3 separate regions of the Mus musculus genome follow, and all the other regions are linked to region 2. A link is a contact called in public HiChIP or PLAC-seq data. All regions are on one chromosome and are shown on one strand. Each heading gives the region's core, a stretch centred on a gene start, on an enhancer-like site or on the middle of the called end of the contact. The rest is flanking DNA. Distances are from core to core; before and after follow the strand shown.

The links. HiChIP or PLAC-seq counts read pairs in DNA pulled down with a chosen protein or histone mark.
Region 1: a contact with region 2 is called in an H3K27ac HiChIP or PLAC-seq map of microglia, with 7 times the contacts expected there. The contact joins two enhancer-like sites. A contact is called at or near these places in 2 of 484 Hi-C or Micro-C datasets (CD8 T cells and liver), 2 of 115 datasets of contacts at active chromatin or transcription factors (epiblast stem cells and microglia) and 2 of 9 other capture datasets (adipose tissue and liver).
Region 3: an H3K27ac HiChIP or PLAC-seq map of microglia shows a contact between it and region 2, with 6 times the contacts expected there. The contact joins two enhancer-like sites. A contact is called at or near these places in 5 of 484 Hi-C or Micro-C datasets (the Ba/F3 cell line, the C10 cell line, CD8 T cells and 2 more), 1 of 115 datasets of contacts at active chromatin or transcription factors (microglia) and 2 of 9 other capture datasets (adipose tissue and liver).

Annotation. Positions count from the first base shown.
Region 1 is chr13:9,137,791-9,141,044 of GRCm38.p6, forward strand. All of the region lies in intron 5 of Larp4b (La ribonucleoprotein domain family, member 4B), which reads left to right. Among named protein-coding and RNA genes, the nearest start is that of Larp4b, 46 kb to the left of the region's middle. Within about 2 kb of position 1,816, at least 95 of the 459 cell types and tissues checked have an H3K27ac peak or open chromatin away from gene starts, as enhancers often do. A contact at or near this core is called in microglia, where this site is marked.
Region 2 is chr13:8,838,423-8,841,355 of GRCm38.p6, forward strand. The region is part of intron 9 of Wdr37 (WD repeat domain 37); the gene reads right to left. Among named protein-coding and RNA genes, the nearest start is that of Wdr37, 31 kb to the right of the region's middle. Within about 2 kb of position 1,364, at least 38 of the 459 cell types and tissues checked have an H3K27ac peak or open chromatin away from gene starts, as enhancers often do. A contact at or near this core is called in microglia, where this site is marked.
Region 3 is chr13:9,157,884-9,161,147 of GRCm38.p6, forward strand. Larp4b (La ribonucleoprotein domain family, member 4B) reads left to right here. Exons shown (of 18, transcript NM_172585.3): 12 at 240-346; 13 at 668-919. Among named protein-coding and RNA genes, the nearest start is that of Larp4b, 66 kb to the left of the region's middle. Within about 2 kb of position 1,973, at least 35 of the 459 cell types and tissues checked have an H3K27ac peak or open chromatin away from gene starts, as enhancers often do. A contact at or near this core is called in microglia, where this site is marked.

The sequences.
Region 1 (3,254 bases), core at 566-3,065, 300 kb after region 2:
TTGTGTTTATTGTTGCAGCGTGTCATCACCTCAGGTTTTAAACCAAGGCCTGTCTTCAGTCTGCGGTGCTCACTGTCACCTTTTGGAAATATAGGAAAGCATTATCTTAGTGAGCAGACCAAAGGGGCCAGGCCCCTGCTGTGTGAGACAACCTCATTTAGTTTAAGACTCTCAAATATGACAAAATTAAGCATCGCCACTTAGGTAGGAAATATGTTTTTTAAACACTAGGTCTTTTTAAAACTGGTCAAGTGAATAAGGTAAGAATGTATAAAAGAAAGAAAAAAATCAAACCTCATTACTTTCTAGTAAATATGAATTAGCCATCTTGAATTTAAGTGATTTAAACCTCCATTTAAGAAAGGGTTCACCAGCATTTAGCAATTTGACTTGATCAGCTCTTCCTCATTAACCTAACACTAACTGGTTAATAGTTGGGATAAACTAGAGTAATGGTGAAGTTGACTTTTTGATGGCAGAACCAGGGAAGAGTGCTAGACATTTACAGTAGATTTCAAAGGGGAGAGTAACAGGCATTGCATAAGTGGGTGGTGGGGTCCTCTAGTAATGAAAGGAGTCAGAGATAGCTGAGAGTGTAGGGTGCATTTAAATCTTAACCTGGGAACAGAGGCTGCAAAAGGCACCAAGTAGATAATATCAAAAAGTAAAATAACATGTTAAAGTGTGCCTGGAAACTCTAAATCAAAAGTTTGTTCTTTGTAAACAGGTATTTAAAGCTATTTTTGGAAGAAAACAAAAACCTTCTCCTTTGAAGTTAGGGTGTATGCCAATGCGAAATGCTTGTGGGTAATGGGAAAATGGTTCCTTACCTCCAGTTTTGTTTCTGGTGTGATTTATAAAACCTATCAGTTTGTAAAGTGTTAACATCTGCACTGGATTCAGTCCTCAGCACTGGGGTGGAAGCAGATGAAGGGAAGGCTGAGAAGGAGCCACTGTGAGAGCTCCTACTGCAGTGGGCCAGAGTCTCCCAGGAGTACAGGCAGGAGAGCAGGCCGCCGGCCAGGCCACCTCAAGCAGAGCTCACGGGGATCCCAGCCTGAATCTCCGCAGTGTCTCCAGCATCTTTATTCTTTTAAGATGTTATTCTTTACTATTCTTTGACAGTTTAATACATGTATGTACTGATGTTTGAGTTGTTTCAACCCCATTACCTCCCACCCTTCCTTCCCCCAAAAACCCCTCTCCTTCCCAGCAATCATTCTGGTGTCTTACCCACTGAGTTTGACGAAATTGGGGCTTAGTTACTGGCATGCTCGCTGCTTATCAGTGGTCTATTGTTTATATAGCCCCTCTCCTAGCACCTAGTAACATCAAGGGGTAGGCCTTCATGCATTTCTCCCTCCCATTCATGATGAGTGAAACAATAACAGACTCAATATTGCACAGGTCAGCCCAGCTGTGGTTAGGTCAGGACAGTGCCGTGTCATGTGCCGAACGAAGACACTGTTTGGCAGCACGCTTCATCTTCTGTTAGGCTATCAAAACCTTGGATGCGGTGATACAGATACCCATTTAAAGAGTGTGTTAGAATTCACAGCAAAAACAGAGCAATCCTGAAGATGTCCGTGTATTCGAGCGTGCTTGAGCATGCGAGGAGCTAACAGGTCTAAAATACCCTCAGCTCTAGGCAAAAGAGTAAGGTCACAAAGTAACTATAGAGTAGACAGAGAGGTGAGTAGATACCCACAGCAGAGAACCAGAGCCAGTAGGAAACTGGAAGTGTAGTTAGGCTCCGGGGAGACAGGAAGAGAGTTTGAAACTACTGGGCACTGTGACTGAATTTTACTTTCAAGAGCTTGCTTGGGGCCTCACAGTGACTATTAGAGACTGTCTGGTGCTTCTGGCAGAAGGAAGTGGGAAAGACCCGTTGTCAAGAATGCAGAGCACGCTATCTACCTTGACAGCAGTTGCCCTCAGAAGGAACCACACCTGTCAACCAGCCTTTTCTGTTCTCCTCTTACCACAAACCTGAATGAGGAATGACATGTTCTTCCTAACGTCTTTTTTTCTGCCTTGAACACCACATTATACTTAGTCATCATCCTGTTCTGGGCTCCTCACTCTTAACAGTGCTTAGACTTTGTTTTTATAATCTTAACAGTTTTGAGAAGGAGCAGCCGTGTACTGGGGTACTCCTGTTTGAAAGTCTTCTGACGTATTTTCCACCACCATGCTTATATTAAAGAGTGAGTAGAAATTGATGAAGATGAAGCACTGTTTTCATCATGTGACAGGAATGCACACTTGGTGACAAAGAAACTTCACATTGTAGCTGCTGTCCTTGACAGCCTGCTGACGTCCCATTGATTTTTTTTTTTTCCTGGTCTTTTCGAGACAGGGTTTCTCTGTATAGCTCTGGCTGTCCTCAAACTCAGAAATCCGCCTGCCTTTGCCTCCCAAGTGCTGGGATTAAAGGTGTGCGCCACCAATGCCCGGCCCCATTGATTTCTTAATAGTTCAATAGTTAGAATTGAGGAGTGGTGCTCATTCATGCCAAGGAAAATACTGGGTCGTTTATTTTACTTTTTTTTTTTTTATAAGTAGCCTCAGTCCTTGTATCTGCTTCCTGCTGGTGGTGACTCACTGGAGTCTCACTGGTGTCGGTCAGTCCCGCCCACAGCAGCCTGTCCTCATGAGCTCTCCTCTCCTACCGTGCACAGTCTTCGCTTGCCTGCTGTGCTTACTGTCTGTGTATCCGCACCATCGTGAACCTCCTGCACTGCTACATCAGTCTGGGCTACATCAGGTTCCCGTCATTCTGGTTGTTATTTAAAGGTTCTAAATTTTATGGCTGGACAAACACTCTAATTTAGACATGAGCAAGACTCCGGGTTAAAAATGTTGAACTCCATCTGGTAGGTCTGATGGATGACCACAGTTCAGTATAAACTCTCAGTCTTGCCGTTGTGTGAATCCTTACAGACCAGCTTCGTTCTCTCCAGTGTCTTCTCTTAGAGGTGTACCTGATTTTGCTACCAGTTTTCATCCAAATCCACTGAGGAATAGGACGATTTTGCTTTTGTTTCTTGGCCAGGAATCACTTGATTCTGAAAGTCTTGTGAGCAGACATGGTGAGAATCAGGCGTAGCATGCATGATGGCGGAGGAGGAAAGGAGAAGAGCTCTGCTTTTTTTTTTTTAAGATTTATTAATTTTGTATATGAATACTCTTTGTACATGTCAATACTCTATCTGCATGTACATGTTACATGTTACAAGAGGGCATCAGAACTC
Region 2 (2,933 bases), core at 114-2,613:
ACTGCAAGACCTCAGAATGTGACCCTAGTAAAAAAAAAAAGGCCCTTAAGAGGCAATTAAAATTGGGTCGAGTGTAGGGCCCAGTCTACCATGACTGATGCACTGCAGTAAAAAACAATTACTATAGAGACACATACAAAGAAAGATCATTCGAGGGCACAGTGACAAAGTAACCACCTGCTAGGCAAGGATAGAGGCCTTAGAATAAAGCAACCCTTGGTACCTTGTTCTTAGACTTCCAGTCTACAGACTGTGCTAACACAAATTGATGCTGAAGCCACTAGCTGCAGGAAAAACCAGGGAAATCTCCCTAGAGGAAAGAGAAGTCTAGGTGTGGGTAGTAGTAAGAAGACTGACTTCTGCCCTCAGGAAAGCTGCAGAATTTGTCAGCAGGTATATATACACATGGAACACACACACTGAAGACAATTTAAAGTCTACGGTCCAAACTCCTGAGTGACTGGTGACGGCACAGCTGAGATGAGCAACTGGATAAGAGCAACAGGTTAGGGTACACCCAAAACCCAGGACATCCCAGCAAGGTATTGATTAGACGACAACTGAAGTCTGGAGTTAAGAGTAAAGTCAGTATGCAAATTGAGACCCACAGCAACAGCTGGTCCTTAACGTCATAGATGCTGAATGAGACCAACTAGACTAGTACAGGAAACAGCAGTTAGGCAGCATACTCACACACCAGCGGGTAGAGCATCCGAGAACCACCCAAGATTTGAGGGAAGGAAGAAACAGGAAGAAAGGGTGTGTTAGAGTCTCCAAAAGCAGCTTCAGTGTCTACTGGACGAGCAACCATGAAGGCAGCACGAGGACTGAGGACAAGCAGAGTTGTGGGGACACTAAGCGAGACAAGTGGGACTCGGGAGGGAAAAGAGTGCATTTTCACAGACACTGCTAAGATGTTGGTGTCAGTGGGGTAATAGTTCTGGGAGGGCGCTGCGACAAACGTGTGCTGGTGTTAGAGCTGTTCTGAGGAAAGAGAAGCACTGCAGAACCCATCAAGAACAGGAAGTAGAACTCTACTGACAGAACAAGGAATTGCCAGACTACGCTAACATCTGCTAAGACTGCAGGGTGCACGACAGTACACAGGGTAGTGTAACTCTTCTAGGAAGCCACAGGTGAGTGACAGGCGAAGGAAGGGGAGCTTGGGGAAAACAGGTACAGCCTAGCAGAGGAAAGCTCTAAGCATAGCTGTGATCAGTATGGGCCAGAGTGCAGAAAGAGTATCAAAACTAATCCTAGAAAGGTTTACAAAGGGAGACCAAATCAGACCCTCTAGTCCACGCATATAACAACTCATGCCTATAACCCTGCACTTTGGAGGAGGCAGGGCTACCAGAATTTCAAGGCCACTCAGAGTTAAACAGTGAAGCAGTTTCAAAAGCAAACAGCAGGAGGACAAGAGAAGCCCTGCAAAGAAAGAACTCTATCTCAAAAGCCAAGGGAGCCACTGACATATCAGCCTATCCATTACTCTAGAAAGAGGACTCATGGTGAATCATGAAAAGGGAGCCATAATGGGCCGCCGCTAGATTAGCTCAACTAGCTAAAAAATGAGGAGCCTGAAAAACTGTGAAAAGGTTAAAGGCTGGCAAAACCGGTTCCCTTCTGCATGAGATGAGAGCTTCATTCCCAGGCTGTGCTGGTCAAGAGAATAATGACTCCCAGCATATAAACATATCAAGACAGGAAGGGCCGCTACAATCACCGGAAATGCCTGTTGGGAACGATGCAGTAACACTGGAGCCCTGAGCTGTTTCTGGTAGAACTCTTCAGACAGGCCTGGTTCTTTATCATGAGGCTTCTCAGCTCCCACACCTGCCCCAGAGAAGTCTTACAGCCCTATACCTGGACTGCTGCACAGTTCTGGATGGCTCTGTGGACAAGGATCTCTTTGGCTAGGTACTGAACATAGCTTCAACAAAGAATATTGTATGTGACACCTGACACACTGTCCTGCCTGTCTTGCACTTCCCACGTAACTATTCTCAATGGTGATCCATAGGAAAACTCAGCGGATAGCTCTCTTGGATGCTGCATAACAGTTCCCCAGTGCTTTCACTAAGGGGGAAAAACAAATGTGTATGTATGTGTGTATGTATATATATATATATAAGTAAAAAATAAAATACCTCAGATGGAGCTACCTCCTCAGCTCCTCAGATAAGCAACACACAGAGTTAAGATCATGTACATGGTTTGGGCCTTATTCAGGATCTTTTCCACTGCAGAGACCACATTAAAAAACAGGGCTCAAAAAAGACTAAACCTCGTGTTTTAGAAGGTGAAATGACATAAGTTAATTTGGGAGAGCAGAAGTCCATGACAAAGGTACCAACAAGTTTGCTTTCTGATTAAGATCTTTTCCTGCCTGGCAACCAGTTGGCCTTTCACATAATGGGGGGAAAAGAAAGCAGGGTCTCTGGTGTCTTAACAACACTAAGATTATCAGACCAGGCCCACACTATGGTTTCATTTAACCTGAACTACTTTTTCTTAAAGATATTGCCTCTAATTAAAGCCACTTTAGCATACAAATTTTGGAGTGACACAAATACCCAATTGTGGTTTGAATAGGAATGGCACCCCACAGACTCATGTGTTTGAATGCTTTGCCTGTAGGGATGGCACTATTAGGAGGTGTGGCCTTGTTGGAGGAAGTGTGCCACTGTGGAGGTAAGTGGGCTTTGAGGTCTTAGAAGCCGAAGCCAGTCACTTCCTGCTGCCTGTGGATCAAGATGTAGAACTCAGGCTGGAGAGATGACTCAGTGGTTAAGAGTGCCGACTGCTCTTCTGAAGGTCATGGGTTCAAATCCCAGCAACCACATGATGGCTCACAATCATCCATAATGAGATCTGATGCCCTCTTGTGGTGTGTCTGAAGACAACTACAGTGTACTTACATATAATAAGTA
Region 3 (3,264 bases), core at 723-3,222, 320 kb after region 2:
AATTACATGATAGGGAGAAAGTTCTTAGCAATAGTGCTCGATAGACATTACCTGTAGTAATAATGTGAGTTTTTTTCCTTACACTGCAGCCATTTTTAAGCATAAAATAGAAATAACACCTGACAAGAGGAAGACATAATCGGAGTTACCTAAGATACAACAGTGTAAATCCAATTGAAGTGTTTCGTGTTTTTACATGCTTGTTTTTTGTTTGTTTTTGTTATGTTTTGTTAATCCAGGTAACTCCTTTTCCAAGTACTGGATTTATAAATGGGTTTACATCTCCGACCTTCAAACCTGCAACGTCTCCTCTGACATCACTCAGACAGTATCCTCCTAGAAGCAGGCAAGTTCACGGGTTGCTTTCAGTGCTCATGAACTTCATGTTGCGGTGTTCCAGATTGTCTGTAATAAGAGATGTGTGTAACCACTCAATGCTCATCAGCGATGAGACTGCCTGGTACTAAAAACTGTAATCTAAAGGAAGCCCCCAATGGATGCCAGCAGTGAGGAGGAGATTCTCCTCAGAGAAGGCTTTGGGGGAAGCGTTTACCGTGTGTTTATTCAGTAGGAAGCAGATCTTGACATACATAGTTCACATTAGCATGTTCATTCTATACTCCTTGATTGCTTTATAACTCAGCATATACAAACATCTCATTTGCAGGAATCCTAGTAAGTCTCATCTGCGCCATGCGATTCCTAGTACAGAGAGAGGGCCTGGGCTGCTAGAAAGTCCTTCAATATTTAACTTCACTGCAGATCGATTAATTAATGGTGTCCGGAGCCCACAGACGAGGCAAGCAGGGCAAACTAGAACACGAATACAAAACCCTTCAGCTTATGCCAAGAGAGAGATTGGAACTGGGCGTGTGGAGCCAAGTAGTCTTGAATCCTCTCCTGGTTTAGGGAGAGGAAGGTAAGTCACTCACATATTTTGTCAAACAGATATCATGTACGGATCATGAACTATTAATATTTTAAGTTTCAACTTAGATTTTTATAATTATATCGTAATACACTTCAGAAAAATCAAATAGAAGGCTATACAATGTTTTCCTTAATTCCTCAGGATAGTCAGGGTTTTTTTTGTTTTGTTTTGTTTTTTGTTTTTTTCTTAAACGAATGACATTTTCTTTCATAAAACTAAGCTGGTATTTTAGGAGCTGTACAGTTTCTAACCTGCTCTTCCTGCATACAGTTTCACCTTAGCAGTTAGCCCTGGCCCTCGAGGTCACTGCCCTGCACAGACTTGGGCTCTAAGGTGTGTCTCGTGGGTTCCTGGCCTTGCTTTCTTTAGGGCTGGTAGTAAGAAGGACTGGGCATGCGGCTCAGCTGTGGAGTGCATGCCTAGCATAAACAGGTCCTGGCTCTGCCTAGTACTCCACACAAATTAAAGAAACCGGACTGGAGCTGGCATTGGGATATAGTAGACAGATGTGAGTCACATAGCCACACACGCCAGCATTTAAATTCCGTTTCTACTAAATGTAATTAGAAACAAAAGCTGCTCTTATAGAGCAATTCCTATTGCCACATTATTTCCATTCTTGAGCAAGTAGTTCTTGGAGTCTTGATGTGTGTTGTCATTATCTAGGGTGATTTCCATACACTGAGTGTAAGCGACTGTACTTCTTCCTGTAGCCTCTAATGCAGCTTCCTTTTTGCTCACCGTCTCTTCTCCTGCCGTTTATACTTCCTCTAAAGAAGTGAGATTAGGAAAGAAACAGGCGGCCTCAGGGTCTGCGCCCTGCCCCGTGTTAACTAGGCCTGTTGCTAATGCGATGAAGCCTGTCAGGATTTTCCTCTAACAAATGCTAAGCAAAACTTCAGCCTGCCTAGGCTTTTTCTTTTTACCTATTTTGAAATGTTTAAATGAAAAAACTCTTAAGCTTTCCACACATACTTATGCAGCATGATTAATGAAAAACTGAAACTCAAGACTGTTGATTCCTCTTCCTTGGTACAGAGTCAGACCAAAGGCACACCTCTGAGGTGCAGCAGGTGTTGGTCTAAAGCAGCACGATAAAGCAGGTATCGTGGCAAAGCAAGCCACACAGGCTTTTGTTTAGTGTGCTGGGTGATTCAAAGTGTTGAAGGTTAGGATAGGTGTGCGATACCCAAGACTAAGACAGTGCTGTCTAGTTTCTTTGTTTTAAAAGCATATGCTGCTGTTTATTTTACTCACAGATCTCACCCCCTGCTACTGCCTAATCGCCCAGTGGTAGTCTTAACCTTTTGTTGTCCATCCATACCACTGGAAGACCTGAGTCATTAGTAGCTCTATCTCAGAAACCATATTTTTGCTGATCTGTACGAAGCAGCTCCCTAAACTATTGAAGGGTGGATAAGTACAGTTAGGAGGATCGTGAAGCCGGCTGATCTCAGATCTCATCCTGCTTCCAGAGCTCCGAAGTCACTTCCTCCCATGAAACCCCCATCCATCCATCACTGTTGCCCTCCGACGGCCTCTCACCAACCGCAGGCGTTTTAGCAGCACCTGAGACGCTGGGCCTTTCCAAAGGCGCTCAGTTGACTTTCTCTTTCAGAGGATTGCTGTTGTCTACGACTGTTTTGTGTGTGTGTGTTGGGGAAGGCTATGTGTATTATGTTTATCAACTTTGGGTCTTGCTCTTGTCCCATGTCCCTTCATTTTGAGGACAATTTCTCTCATTTAACTGGAGCTCACCAGTTTAGGCCAGGCTGGTTGACTACAGGGCTTCCCTTGTCCCAAATACCCCAATACCAGGATTGTAAACATAACCACTTGGCATTTTTATTTTAGAGGGTCCGTGCCTCTAATGTTCTTACGTATGTACAGATATACATCTTTGGGTGATGCACATAGAGGCCAGAGACAATCTTCCTCTCTCACTCTCCACCTTTGTCTGTGACTAAACCTGGAGCTGACACTTTGGCAACCTTTGCAGGCTAATGAGCTCCAGGGATCTGCCTGTTGCTCCCTGTGTATACTGGGGTTACAGGCAGAGCCATTGCACCTGGCTTTTATGCATCCTGAGATTCAAACTCAGGGCCTCATGCAATTTACAAAAACCATCTCCCTAGCTCCAGTGCATGGTTTTTAAAATACGGGTTCTGTGGCTGAAGCTCAGGTCTTAATGATTGGGCATCAAGCATTTTCTGACTGACCATCATCTACCCAGTTCCTATGAAGTCCATTTATTGAACACTAAAGCCCAAAAGTTAAAATTATTTTTCGGCCCATGACTGCAGAATGCATGTTGTTAGGTTGTTTTTTGGTTT